3 separate regions of the Mus musculus genome follow, and regions 1 and 3 are each linked to region 2. The links are chromatin contacts, called in public HiCAR-type and promoter capture Hi-C maps. All regions are on one chromosome and are shown on one strand. The core of a region is the stretch at or near the end of the contact, and the rest is flanking DNA. Distances in the headings are between cores, read along the strand shown. Region 1 holds the start of Pnliprp2 (pancreatic lipase-related protein 2). Region 2 holds the start of Prlhr (prolactin releasing hormone receptor). Region 3 holds the start of Vax1 (ventral anterior homeobox 1).

Region 1 (3,755 bases), core at 483-2,982, 1.7 Mb before region 2:
TATTGTATAGTCCACCTTCCCCCTAGGCCATAGTAAATACTTGTGTATGGGTGTAACTCAGCTATCTATAGTTCTAAGTATCTACTCTGGTTCCTTCTTAGATCACAAACTTCCTTCTTCCTAGATAATGATAAATTCCTGTGTAGGGCAGTGACTTAGCTATCCATGTCCAAGGTCGGATCAAGGACTGCCTAGAATCTAACTTAGCTATATGTCAAAAAAAATCAATCCTTAGGAGCACTTGTGATAAAGCAATATTAAGGGAAAGCACACAGATCTGTTTACCAACTAAAGCAAGGACATTGGAGCATTCTTTATACAGGATGCCACGATTCCAGGAGACTAATTTTCCGTGAACTTTTCGCCTTGGGACAGTGCCCAGGTTTTTGGGGCCTGTTGCACTTGTCACTACTGGAGTGGATGTAGCACAAAACCCCTGAGCAGTTTTCTAGTGAGTTTAGCCTTTGGAAAGTGTTTCCTCACATGGCATAAATCTGTTTTATCGGACTTCTGGAAGTGAGGATGACCATGTCCTATCCTTGGCCTTCGGAACAAAACCTGGAACCTGGGAATAACAAGAAAGACTTCTCACATTACAGGAACTGTAACTCTGGTGTCTAGCTCTCCCTCAGAGCAGTGTGTGCCAGGAGAGCCACCACTGTTCTCTATGGAGATGTTTCCCTTGATTCTTTGACTGATCTGTAGCTGGAGCCATGGTCACACTCAACCAGGCCTAGGAGTTGCTCACGTATTCAGAAGAGGTGGGGGTGGGGGGGAGGACTGCTGATGCCAAGGCACTCTGTAGAAAGCCACACAGCTACCTGTGCTGTCTCAGCAGCTATCCGCGACCCTTCAGTGATGTCTGTCCCCCTTGGTCAGAGACTGGAATCAAGGGCATTGAGTTGACCACAGCCTCAGTACCAGATGGGCTGCCTAGCTTAGTGAAGCCTGGGCAAGCGGAGAACATCTGAGGGCTGTTAAAGCTAGGAAATGCCAACTTGGATACTTTCCCACTGTATATCCTTCAGTGTGTCCACGCAATGCCAACTTGAAACACGGCAGGGTGGCACCTGGCTACTCACTCAGGACGGCTTCTTAGCTCTGAAGGAAAGAAAACATTTCCACTTCTTATCTCCAGGTCAAAGTACCACAGGTGCTTTGCAAATGGCAAAGATTGTTTCTAAACAAACCTGGTTGGAAACAAAGTCACTGGTATGGCTATCTCCTTCTGTACCCTCTGTGCCTTTCCAGCCTCTTTCTGAGTTCACTGAGGCTGAGGACTGCTGCCCACCTGTTCCACCCCTCAAGTGACCAAGTTGTGTATCTTCACAAATACTCCTTTTCATTGTTTATGATAACTGGGGTTCAGAGCACTCATGTGCAGCTTTATCTCTCCTGCCCTGTTATTTCTTCAATGGAGTTCAAAAAAGAAAACTTGTTTATAAAGGGTCATGGCCTCTGGTCATAACTATACATCCCAGTGTACCACAGTAAATCATAGTGACACCTGAACAAGGAGAGAAGCTGGGCTTAGGGCCAAAAGGGGAGGTGACTTCAGGAGAAGACTTTGAGCCGGAAGGTCCCAGGGTGGTGCTGCCACGATCATTAAACTCTGGGAGGCCTCAGCATCCGGTCCCGCCCACTGGGGATAGCCCCACCTACACAGCCTCCCGTACCGCCCACCCGGGACAGCCCCACCTACACAGGCTGCCGGTCTTCTAGTTGTTCACATTCCCCAGTGCACTCCAGAACCAACTGCCTCTTTGGGTCCAGCCTCTGCTGGCCTCATCCCTATCCTATGCCTATGGATGTCCGTGGATGTCTGTTTCCATCCGTGCAGATGTTGCTCTGCTGGCTCGTCAGCCTTCTGCTGGCCACAGTCGGAGGTGAGGATGCTGTCACCATCCCTCTAGAGGAAAGATGATGTCCTGAGCTTGATATCATGGAGACTGAGATGGATAAATGGCATGTCATGCTTAGTAAGAACTTAATGTTTAAGTAGTAATTAGTTCATGCTAAGTAGTAAGTACTTAACGTGAAGAACTGTGTGACTTGCACTGAGCTGCCTGGCAGCTTCCTGTGCTATTTTATCATAGGTGGATGTGCTTTGAGTTTTGCCTGTGGGCAAGGGTGCTTACTAAACATGCCATTGAAGGACAAACCTAGGACCCTCAGGGTAGAGTGTCTGAGAAAGAAACCTGGAAGTGTGTATGTGTTAGATGTGTCCAGCACCCAACAGCTCTTACAAGTGCAGAAGATCCAGGGTCCACCTGGAAACCCTTCCTGTGACAGATGATATTACTCCTTCCCAGAACCTTATGCCTGTCCTGTTTGTGGTTTGTTCTCCCCCCGCCCCCTCCAGGGAAAGAGGTTTGCTATGGACACCTTGGATGCTTTTCCAATGACAAGCCCTGGGCAGGGATGATTCAGCGGCCTTCGAAGATATTCCCTTGGTCCCCAGAGGACATTGATACCCGCTTTCTTCTGTACACAAACGAGAATCCAAACAACTACCAAGTAAGTGTGGGCATGGAGTGCCTGTGTTGGGTGACAGGAGTCAGTATGAACCACATACTGGGGCCACTAAGTGGCTGGCTAGGGCATAATTAACACTTTGGGACTGTCCTAGTGTGGGAGTTCTTGTCTCTAAGGGTCATAAGCCTTGAGTATCTCAGAAAATATACAAATAAAATACCAAAGTGTACACGGGGACATTTATGGAGAAGCCCAGGCAGAACCCATCTAAGCACTCCATCCCTTCTCTCATGGAGCAATAATATATGCATAGCCTTCCCAGGATGATACAAGACAGGAAAGGAAGACATGCAATTCAACACAAAGGATTTGAAAATATGAGGTCTCTGGGGAGATTATCAGAACAGGCCTATTCCAGATGGTCAGGTGACCAGGGAGTTCTTTTAAACGATGACATTGCTATGAGTTTAAGTAGTTCAAGCTTTGGCCCCTGGCAGGTGGGTCTATCTCTGGGTGCCTGGGGTTATCTACTACGGGACTTAGTTCCTCCATCTTGGAAACTATGTAGACACAATGGCCATTCCTGTCTTTATTGTCTTATCTTTCTAGCATTTGCTGGCATAAGAGTCCCCAGCAAACCTGTGGGCATATGGAAGTCTATGTTGAAGTACCAGGCTCCCCAAGCTGGAGCTCAGGCCCTGTGGCTTCTAGACAAGAGTTTTCTACCTTCCTTATTCCAGGAATCTCTTTAGCTACCCGAGGAAGCCTGCAGGCCCTTCTCAGGATAGCATGTCCAAATAGACACAATAAAATGTAATGGACTACAAAGAAAATCAGAGATTGAAAACAGTCATCAGCATGTGAGAAAGACAGAAAATATGTAGCATAGTATTAAATGTGCAATTTTATCATCTCAGTAAAGACTGATCTGGTTCAAGCTTCATGAAGACGGACAGTCAGAGAACATGCGCTTTCCAGATTCACAGGACTCAGCCACAGGGTTCTAGACCTGGGATCTCACTGGTCCCATCGGTCTGGCTGCCGCAGGTCTGCAGATGGGCCAGGACAACATTCAAATTCATCTTCTCTAATTTAACCAGATAATCTCTGCCACCGACCCAGCCACCATCAATGCTTCCAACTTCCAACTGGACCGCAAGACACGTTTCATTATCCATGGATTCATAGACAAGGGAGAAGAAGGCTGGTTGCTGGACATGTGCAAGGTTGCTATCCGTCCTTCTCACCCAAATCCCACACCCCCGTGCCCCTGACACAGG
Region 2 (3,866 bases), core at 29-2,528:
GCTGACAGTCATGTTCTGGCCATGAGGCACAATCTTGCGGGGCCAGGACAGCAGCATCTTGCGCAGCTCCTCTCGAAAGCTGTCGTGCAGCCATGCATAGATGAAGGGGTTGTAGCAGGCGGAGCTCATAGCAAGCCAGTGGCAGAGTAGCTGCACCAGCCCGAAGGCGTAGGGGTCGATGGCACGCGGGTCCAGGTCTCGCAATAGGTTGAAAATGTGCAGCGGCAGCCAGCAGACCGCGAACACTACCACCACCACCACCAGCAGACAGAAAGTGCGGCGGCGACGCGCTCGGTCCCAGTCAGCTTGACTCTGGGTCACGCTGCCAGGCACCACGCGGTTCCTCAGCTTCACTGACACCCGTACGTAAGACAGGAGGATGGCCAGCAGGGGGAGCAAATAGGTGCCCAGAAGCAGCCCCCAGGCGTAGATCTGGCGTTGGCGCTCCTGCGAGCCCCAGAACTCCTCGCAGAGGCTCACGTCGTGGGGCTTGAGCTCCACATGGTAGGTGTGCACCGCGGCCGGCAGCGCCAGCACTGCAGATAGAGCCCAGATGCCCAGCACCGCGTAGGCGCTGAGCCTCAGTGAAATGCGCCGACGTAGCGGGTGCACCAGAACCACATAGCGGTCCAAGGCGATTGTGGTGAGTGTGAACACCGATACATAGACGGTGACCGGCTGCAGGAAGAAAACCAGATGACACAGGCCTCCACCGAACACCCAGCCCCGAGGTTCAAAGGCATAAGCTAGCGTGAGAGGCACACAGGCGGCACACATGAGCACGTCGGACAAGGCCAGGTTGCCAATGAGGAAGTTGGTCACGTTGTGCAGCCGGCGCACGCGCGCGATCACCAGCACAAGCAGGCAGTTGCCCACCAGACCCACGACCACCACGATGCTGTACAGCATCACGATCAACCCCTTCAGCTGGTGCACCAGCTGCAGGCTCTGGAACGGCGTGACTGCTGCAGCTCGGGGAACCGTTGCAGACAGGTTGCCCTCCGAGGCCTCTGCGCTCTGGTTGGCTGGAGTCGAGCTAGCTGGCAACAGCCCAGAAGACAAATCGGGGTCTCCAGTGGTCTCAGTGGACAGTGAGGTCATGGCTACCTGTTCAAAGGTAATCAAAGTTGTCACTTTCCATCTTCCCTCGTGTACCTTTTCCCACCACCCAACTCCTCTCTTGGACACAAGACCCAGAACATCAAGCGCAATGAATGTTGTCCTTCCAGTTCTATAAAAATAAGCCTAACACAGGTTCTTTAAACAGCTCCTATTCGTGGATAGCTCTCGCGGTCCCCGGAAGGCAGACCGGGGAGCTGGCCCTACCTGTGAGCAGGCTTGGCTGGCGGGAAAAGGCTCTCAAAGGCGGGAGCAGACCGCCTGCTGTTCCTCAGGGGTCCTCAGCCAACAATGGACGCTCGCTCGGGTTGCTCTCTTCTACTAACGGATTCAGTAGTTCCCAGTGGGTCAGCAGCTTGTGAGGGGTCTGGGAGCTCCTCCCCTCCACCTCTTCCTGACTTCAGCTCTCCCTTCAATGGAAGATGGGGGCGGAGCTTACTGCCCAACTCTGTGCTTAAGAGGAGCAGCATGTGTAGTAGGAATAAGCAAGAAAGGGGGTGGGGCCAGGAACCTGGGCCCCACGCTCCAGGGTGATCTCCACTTCGGAAGTGTGCAGTGCCCCTGGAGAAGCTGTTCCAGAGGGGCGTGTCCCAGGGGATGACAGAGGAGGTGCGGGAAGCGCCAATTTGTGATGTCCACCAGGTGTAGTCTCCAAAGGCTGAGAGGATTTGGAAATAGGGAAATGTAGATAAACTAGGGAGTGAAGGGAAGTCCTCACAGGACAGCTCCAGATCCTGCAGAGCTCCAACTGCAGCTGACAGAGTCGCTAGAGTTTGGGGTCTAGCAGAGCTTTGTTATGCTGCACCTGTCGCTGGTCAGGGATTTTAGGGCTCTAGCACTCCAGTGTATCCTTTGAGCCTTTTGCAGGTGTGGTGGCCAGAGTTTCCTCTCAAAGGGAAAAAATCAGCACCACGGGCAGCTCCCCAGTGCTGTGTGGGTACGGCGCAAGGGGGCTCGCGACAATCGAAATTACTGCAGCTCTGTGGATCTGAGGCTTGCTCCCTGGAGCAAAAAAAAAAAAAGAAGTGCAGGATGGAGATTGAAGGGTGACTTTGGCTCCGATATGGATCATCACCAGGGACCGTGCCATCATTTACCTCCCTAGCTCAGAAAAACGCAGCCATCAGGCCAGTTTGTGCTCTATAAATTCACCCCAATATCTGAACCCTGCCACTCTTTGCTCATTTCTCTTTGTCGCTACAGCAACCCAAGGCGCCACCTGTCCTAGCAGAGATTGTTGAGTTCCTGACTTTCTTGTCCTCCTAGAATAAAAGCCCTTCCTATGTCGGTTTAGATATTTTTTTCTTTTTTACGTACTAGCGGTTGCAGGGTTTCAGAAAGAATAACAAAGGTGACATTTGAAAAGGTTAAGTTTCATAAGATCTTTAGTAGCATGAAGTTGTCACTGAAATATAAGTTAAGCTGCACAGTGAGAGGTCTGTCAGGAAAGGGGCTTTGTAACCACCCTGTTCAGAAGCCAGGGCTTCTGAAGGAGGCTGAGTTTCAATGTCTAGTCCTCTCTGGTAAGCCCTACTTTAGCCTCTGGGGCTTCAGATATCTCAGTTCTACTAGAAAGCTTTAACAAGTCATTCCACTCTTGAAATTCCAGTGAGTCACTCACACAAGAAGAAAAGTCAGTTATAGCACAAAAGCTACCCATTATTGTGCTATTTCCACTCTACACCCACACTCTCTGAGCGATAATACATGTAGCAGAAACCAGTATGAAAGTCAGAGTGGTAAGTAGTTCACGTGTGTACTGGGGCACTTTCCAGAGAAGGTAATTTACCACTTGCCAAATAAATCTGGTAAAGGACTATAAACACTGGCAAAGCTAATAAGTAACGTGGCTGGGATTTCTATCCAGATCTGCCTTACTTCAGAGAAAACCTCTGTGTGTATGTGTGTGTATGTGTGTGTGTGTGTGTGTGTGTGTGTGTGTGTGTGTGTGTGTATGTGTGTGTGTGTGCATGTGTATGTCTGTGTTTGTGTGTATGCATGTGTGTGGGCATGTGTCTCTGTGTGTGTGGTGAGTGTGTGTGTATGCATATATGTGCATGTGTATGTCTGTGTATGTGTGTATACATGTGTGTGGGCATGTGTCTCTGTGTGTGTATCTGTGTGTGTGTCAGTGTGTGTCTGTGTGGTAAGTGTGTGTGTATGTTTGTATGCATGTGTGTGCATATGTGTATCTGTATTATGTGTGTGGGCATATGTCTCTGTGTATGTGTGTGTCTGTGTGTCTCTGTGCGTGCGTGCGTGTGTGCGTGTGTGTGTGTGTGTGTGTGTGTGTGTGTACATGTGGACCTCTGGTATCATTCTTCAAAAGCTGTTGTTATTGTTGTTTTGATACTAGTACTCTCACAGGGATCTAGGGATCACTAATTAGCCTAGATAGACCAGTCATTGGGCCTCAAAGGATCTGCCTGTCTCCATCTGAGGTTACAAGTGCACACTACCATGACAGGCTTTTTACAGGAGCCTAGGGATTGAACACAGGTCCTCATACTTGTGTATCAATCACCTCAGCAACCTCCCCAGACCCCAACTGCTGAATTTTAGTGTCCATGCCTGAATAACAGGTGAACCTGCCCAGACTGAAAAGACAGCATATTCAAATAGACCTGTGAGAAGATACTCTAAAAAAATGTTTCATTGAGGAAAGCTACAGAAAATCTAATCGTAAATTCAACCTTATCATGGTCAAATTCAAAAGATGTTTATGCTTAATCCAAAACATCTCTTCT
Region 3 (3,767 bases), core at 1,121-3,620, 1.3 Mb before region 2:
ACAGGCAGGTTTCTGAGAATTGGCACCGCTTTCTAATTCCTGCAGAATTGATCTAGGTGCTGAGTAAAGCTAAAAGCCCCAAAATGGGGTGTTACTGGGAATATAGCCAAGATGGTATGTATCCAAATGGGGGAAAACAGCCTTTTAAAAATCAGAAGCCATCCAAAAATTCCTAAGAGTCAAAAAGAATTCCAGAAGGACAGAATATGGGGTCCCTAGGCCAAGTCAAGGTATGCAGAAATTAGACTGGCAGATTTGTGAACGAGGAGAAGACAGTTTAATAAAGAGGAGGGAGCCTTAAGACCTTCGTCCCCATTCGTTCCGTTTCCTCCACGTCCCTGGGAGGTTTGGTCCAAAGCTAGGTAGATTGTGAGGAAAGGCAAGCTGTCATCCTGGAGAGGGGAAGAGGAAGCCTGGTGGTGTGAGCACCTGGCAGCTAGGTACCTGGGTCTCAGAGAGATTGAGCTGCCGAGCCAGCTCGGTTCTCTCCCGGCCCACCACGTATTGGCAACGCTGGAACTCCATCTCCAGCCTGTAGAGCTGCTCCGCGGTGAAGGACGTGCGAGTCCTCTTGGGCCGGTCCAGATCCAAGCCTTTGGGCAGGATGATTTCTCGGATAGACCCCTTGGCATCTAGGAAAGGGTAGACGTCAGCCACCAGAACCTCCGCCCCCGGTTTTCTCTGCCTCCTTGATCAGAGCTAGCTAGGGACAAATCTCCGGTAGGCTGCTGCCAGTGTATGGGGTGGCCGCAATCATAAAGCTGAGATTCTCTGAGTGTATGGAGGCCAAGGGGGCTAACTTCATACTATTAACTGGGAGAGTAACCAGACTGTCTCTGAAGAGTTCTCCCAGACACCGGAGGAGGAAACAAACAAACAATAAAAAACAAGAACAAAAACAAAAACAACAACAACAACAAAAAACAAACCTGAATTCCAAATAGGTAAATGCTCCTTCCGGCCTAGGGGGCCTCTGGTGTGTGATCCGAGTCCCCAGTAGCCCAAAGGGGCTCTTACTGGTAACCCCACCTCCCAGTATGGTCCCAGATTGCAGGGCAGCCTGCACTCCTGTGGTCCCCACCCTTACCCCGGGTCTCCGGCCCGCTTCAGTCCAGACAGCAGAAGGAGGAGGGACTGAATGTCGGCTTGCGGGGCCTGGCTAACAGCTAGCGGGGGCGGCGCCGGCTGAAGCTGGGCCTCAGCGCCACCAGTGCCCGGGAGGAGCGCACACCGCTCCTTGAGCGAGGACGAGCGAAGCAAAGAGGCGGCATTCGCAGACCTGCGACGCAGGTCGGCGATCTCTCTAGGCCACTGCAGCCAGGCCAGGAGCGCAGCGCCAGGGCCCTCAGCCCTACCAGCTAACTGGCTGGCTCTGGCCAGCGGCGGGAGGCTACGGGTCCTAGCCCACTGCTCCATCGGGTGCGCTCTGCCCTCCATGGCACACACGCCTGCAGGCCGGAGGACGCGCGCACGTTCCCCTGGAGGAGCTGGGTCCGAGCCCCAGCTTGGTGGCCGGTCCACAGTCACGGTCTGGATTCCTTCCCGCAACCGTGCTGCGGGGCCCCTCCGGACTGCTAGGGCCCAGAAAGAGCGCTTTGAGAGGAGCCCCAGGCACAGGTCCCCGCGACCGACCGGACCCAAGAAAGAAAAGGGCCAACAACAACTTTCTCCCAAGTCCTCGCCAGCCCTAAGCAGCGACGCGAAGCTGCGGCAGGGGAATTACCCCGAAAAGAACGCGTTCCAAAGCCCTGCCCATCCCTACCTCGGACTAGGATCCGGCGACAGTAATCTGGGTCCGCTGAGGAATTGGATTTACTTTTGTTACAATCTTCCGAAGCGCCAGACCCGGAAAAGGCGCCCTGCGGCTCCTTGAGGAAGGCGGCCGGAAGGCTCCCCTCGGCGCCCTTGATCTCCCGGCTCTCCTTGTGCGCGTTCTTCGAGACCCTGGCGGCCTCGGTGTCCGAGTGGCACCGGACGTCCATTTTGTCTGGTTTCCCGAACATAGGCAAAAAGAAAGAAAGAAAGAAAACAACAACAAAAACAAAAAAACACAGAAAAGAAGGAGGGTGGGAAAAGAAGAAGCAAAAGGGGACAAAACCCCTACAACGCAGCACCTAAGCTCGGTCGCCCGCCAGAATGAATGTCCCCGCGGGGTGGCTTCGGCGGCCGCGGAGGGTCAGCGCAGACAGGAGAGTGGCGCGCTGGTAGAGAGGCGGCGGGTCTTGTCCAGGATCCCGGTGGCGAGGCCGCCTCGTCAGCGCCCGCGTCCTTTGAGCACGTCCAGTGTCCCCAGCCTGGCGATCAGGTAGCGAACAGCGCAACTCCGAAACGCTGCGGCTCCGCCTGTTACTGAGACGGCCGAGTTGTGGTTGTCCGACACCCGGGGGGGACGCACACTCGCTGTTGCAATTGATTACGGGTAATTTCGCAGCCCCCACGTTTCAGTTACCTCACGAATACACTAAATTGTTTGGATAATATATCAGATCGTAATGGATGGTTTCTGTCCTTGTCCCCAATCAAGTAGGGGTTTAGCCAGTGAATAAACGGAAATGATTGGTCTTGCTTTCGGGAAACACAATCAAAGACCCACACTTCCAGAAAAACTTTTGACAAGATTCATCCTGAATTGCTAACACCATTAGCAGGCATTATTAACTTTCTCTTTGCCTTTGACCGTCCTGCTCACATACTGGCTAAAGGGGGGTTCCTCTAGACTCTCCAGATAGAGCCAGATGGGGGGGGGTTACCCCCTCAGTCCCTGTAGCTATAGAAAGCAGTTGCCTCTGGGTGGGGAAAGAAGGGGGGAGGAGAAAAGTTTCCCCCTAAAGTCTCTCCCCCACACTCCAAAAAAGCCAAGCTTTCTCCCCAAGCGACTCCTTAACACACCTCGACGTTGACAGCCATCTTAAACTGCCGCCCCTCTTCCTGTAGCCCCAGTTGGATTTTTTTCATGCCTGCACCTCCAGCGGCCCTGAGGCAGCCCATTCAAAGGGCAGCTTTGTACTCAGAGTGGGGGGGGGGGGGTAGAGGGAGGGAGGAATACGAGAGAGAGAGAGAGAGAGAGAGAGAGAGAGAGAGAGAGAGCAAAAAATCTCAACTGTGAGATCTGCTTCAAAAAAAAAGTTTCCCCCTAGCTATTTCATTGTCTTGCTACAATGTCTTTGAGAAAAGCAACAGCCAGTAATCCAATAACAGCATTGATTAGGCCACAATGATTCAATTCAAGCGCATGGCCTTGTGCAAGGAGCTTGCTCCAGCCCTTCTCGTCACCTTGCCGGGGCAGAAGCCCTCTCCACGCCGCTCTCCCCATTCATTCCTTTATGGGAAATGCGGAGCAAAAGGAGTGAAAGATGGCAATTATCTAATTGGACTATTAACAAACAGTCCTCTGAGTGCGGCGGTCTGGCGTGGCTCCTGGGCGGGGGAAGGGCCGTGTTCCCGGCCCTCATTCACAAAGAGTGCAGGGGCCGCGGAGGAAAGGGGGTTTTTAAAAGGGAGTGGGGGGGGGGAGGCGAGGAGAGGTGGGAGGTTTGGCTGAGAATTTTTCCACACAATTCCAAGAATGGGGCGGAGGCGGGCGGGGGAGGGGCGGGGGTCTGGGCGAGAGGGTGGGAGGCACAAAGTGAGTGGGGAGGACAGCGAGTGTGTGTGGCGGCCTCCGAGGGGCTCTGCGCCCGCCCCACAGTCCGGCTGTCACCTCCCGGCCACCACCGCGGTCCCTCGAGACTGCTGAACGTGGAGGGGGTGGGCCGAGCCGGGTAACA

What was found. Promoter capture Hi-C pulls out the DNA fragments that hold promoters and counts their contacts. HiCAR-type assays count read pairs that join an accessible place to other places.
Region 1: a promoter capture Hi-C map of embryonic stem cells shows a contact between it and region 2, with 11 times the contacts expected there. The contact joins the promoter of Pnliprp2 here to the promoter of Prlhr in region 2.
Region 3: a HiCAR-type map of astrocytes shows a contact between it and region 2, with 2.1 times the contacts expected there. The contact joins the promoter of Vax1 here to the promoter of Prlhr in region 2.

The regions. Positions count from the first base shown.
Region 1 is chr19:58,757,991-58,761,745 of GRCm38.p6, forward strand. It overlaps Pnliprp2 (pancreatic lipase-related protein 2), which reads left to right and starts at 1,733. Exons shown (of 12, transcript NM_011128.2): 1 at 1,733-1,886; 2 at 2,363-2,517; 3 at 3,576-3,701. The coding sequence starts at 1,799.
Region 2 is chr19:60,467,026-60,470,891 of GRCm38.p6, forward strand. It overlaps Prlhr (prolactin releasing hormone receptor), which reads right to left and starts at 1,279. Exons shown (of 1, transcript NM_201615.2): 1 at 1-1,279. The coding sequence starts at 1,101.
Region 3 is chr19:59,168,027-59,171,793 of GRCm38.p6, forward strand. Vax1 (ventral anterior homeobox 1) reads right to left here and starts at 2,371. Exons shown (of 3, transcript NM_009501.3): 1 at 1,763-2,371; 2 at 445-632. The coding sequence starts at 2,003. It overlaps 4930442E04Rik (RIKEN cDNA 4930442E04 gene), which reads left to right and starts at 3,755. Exons shown (of 2, transcript NR_167767.1): 1 at 3,755-3,767.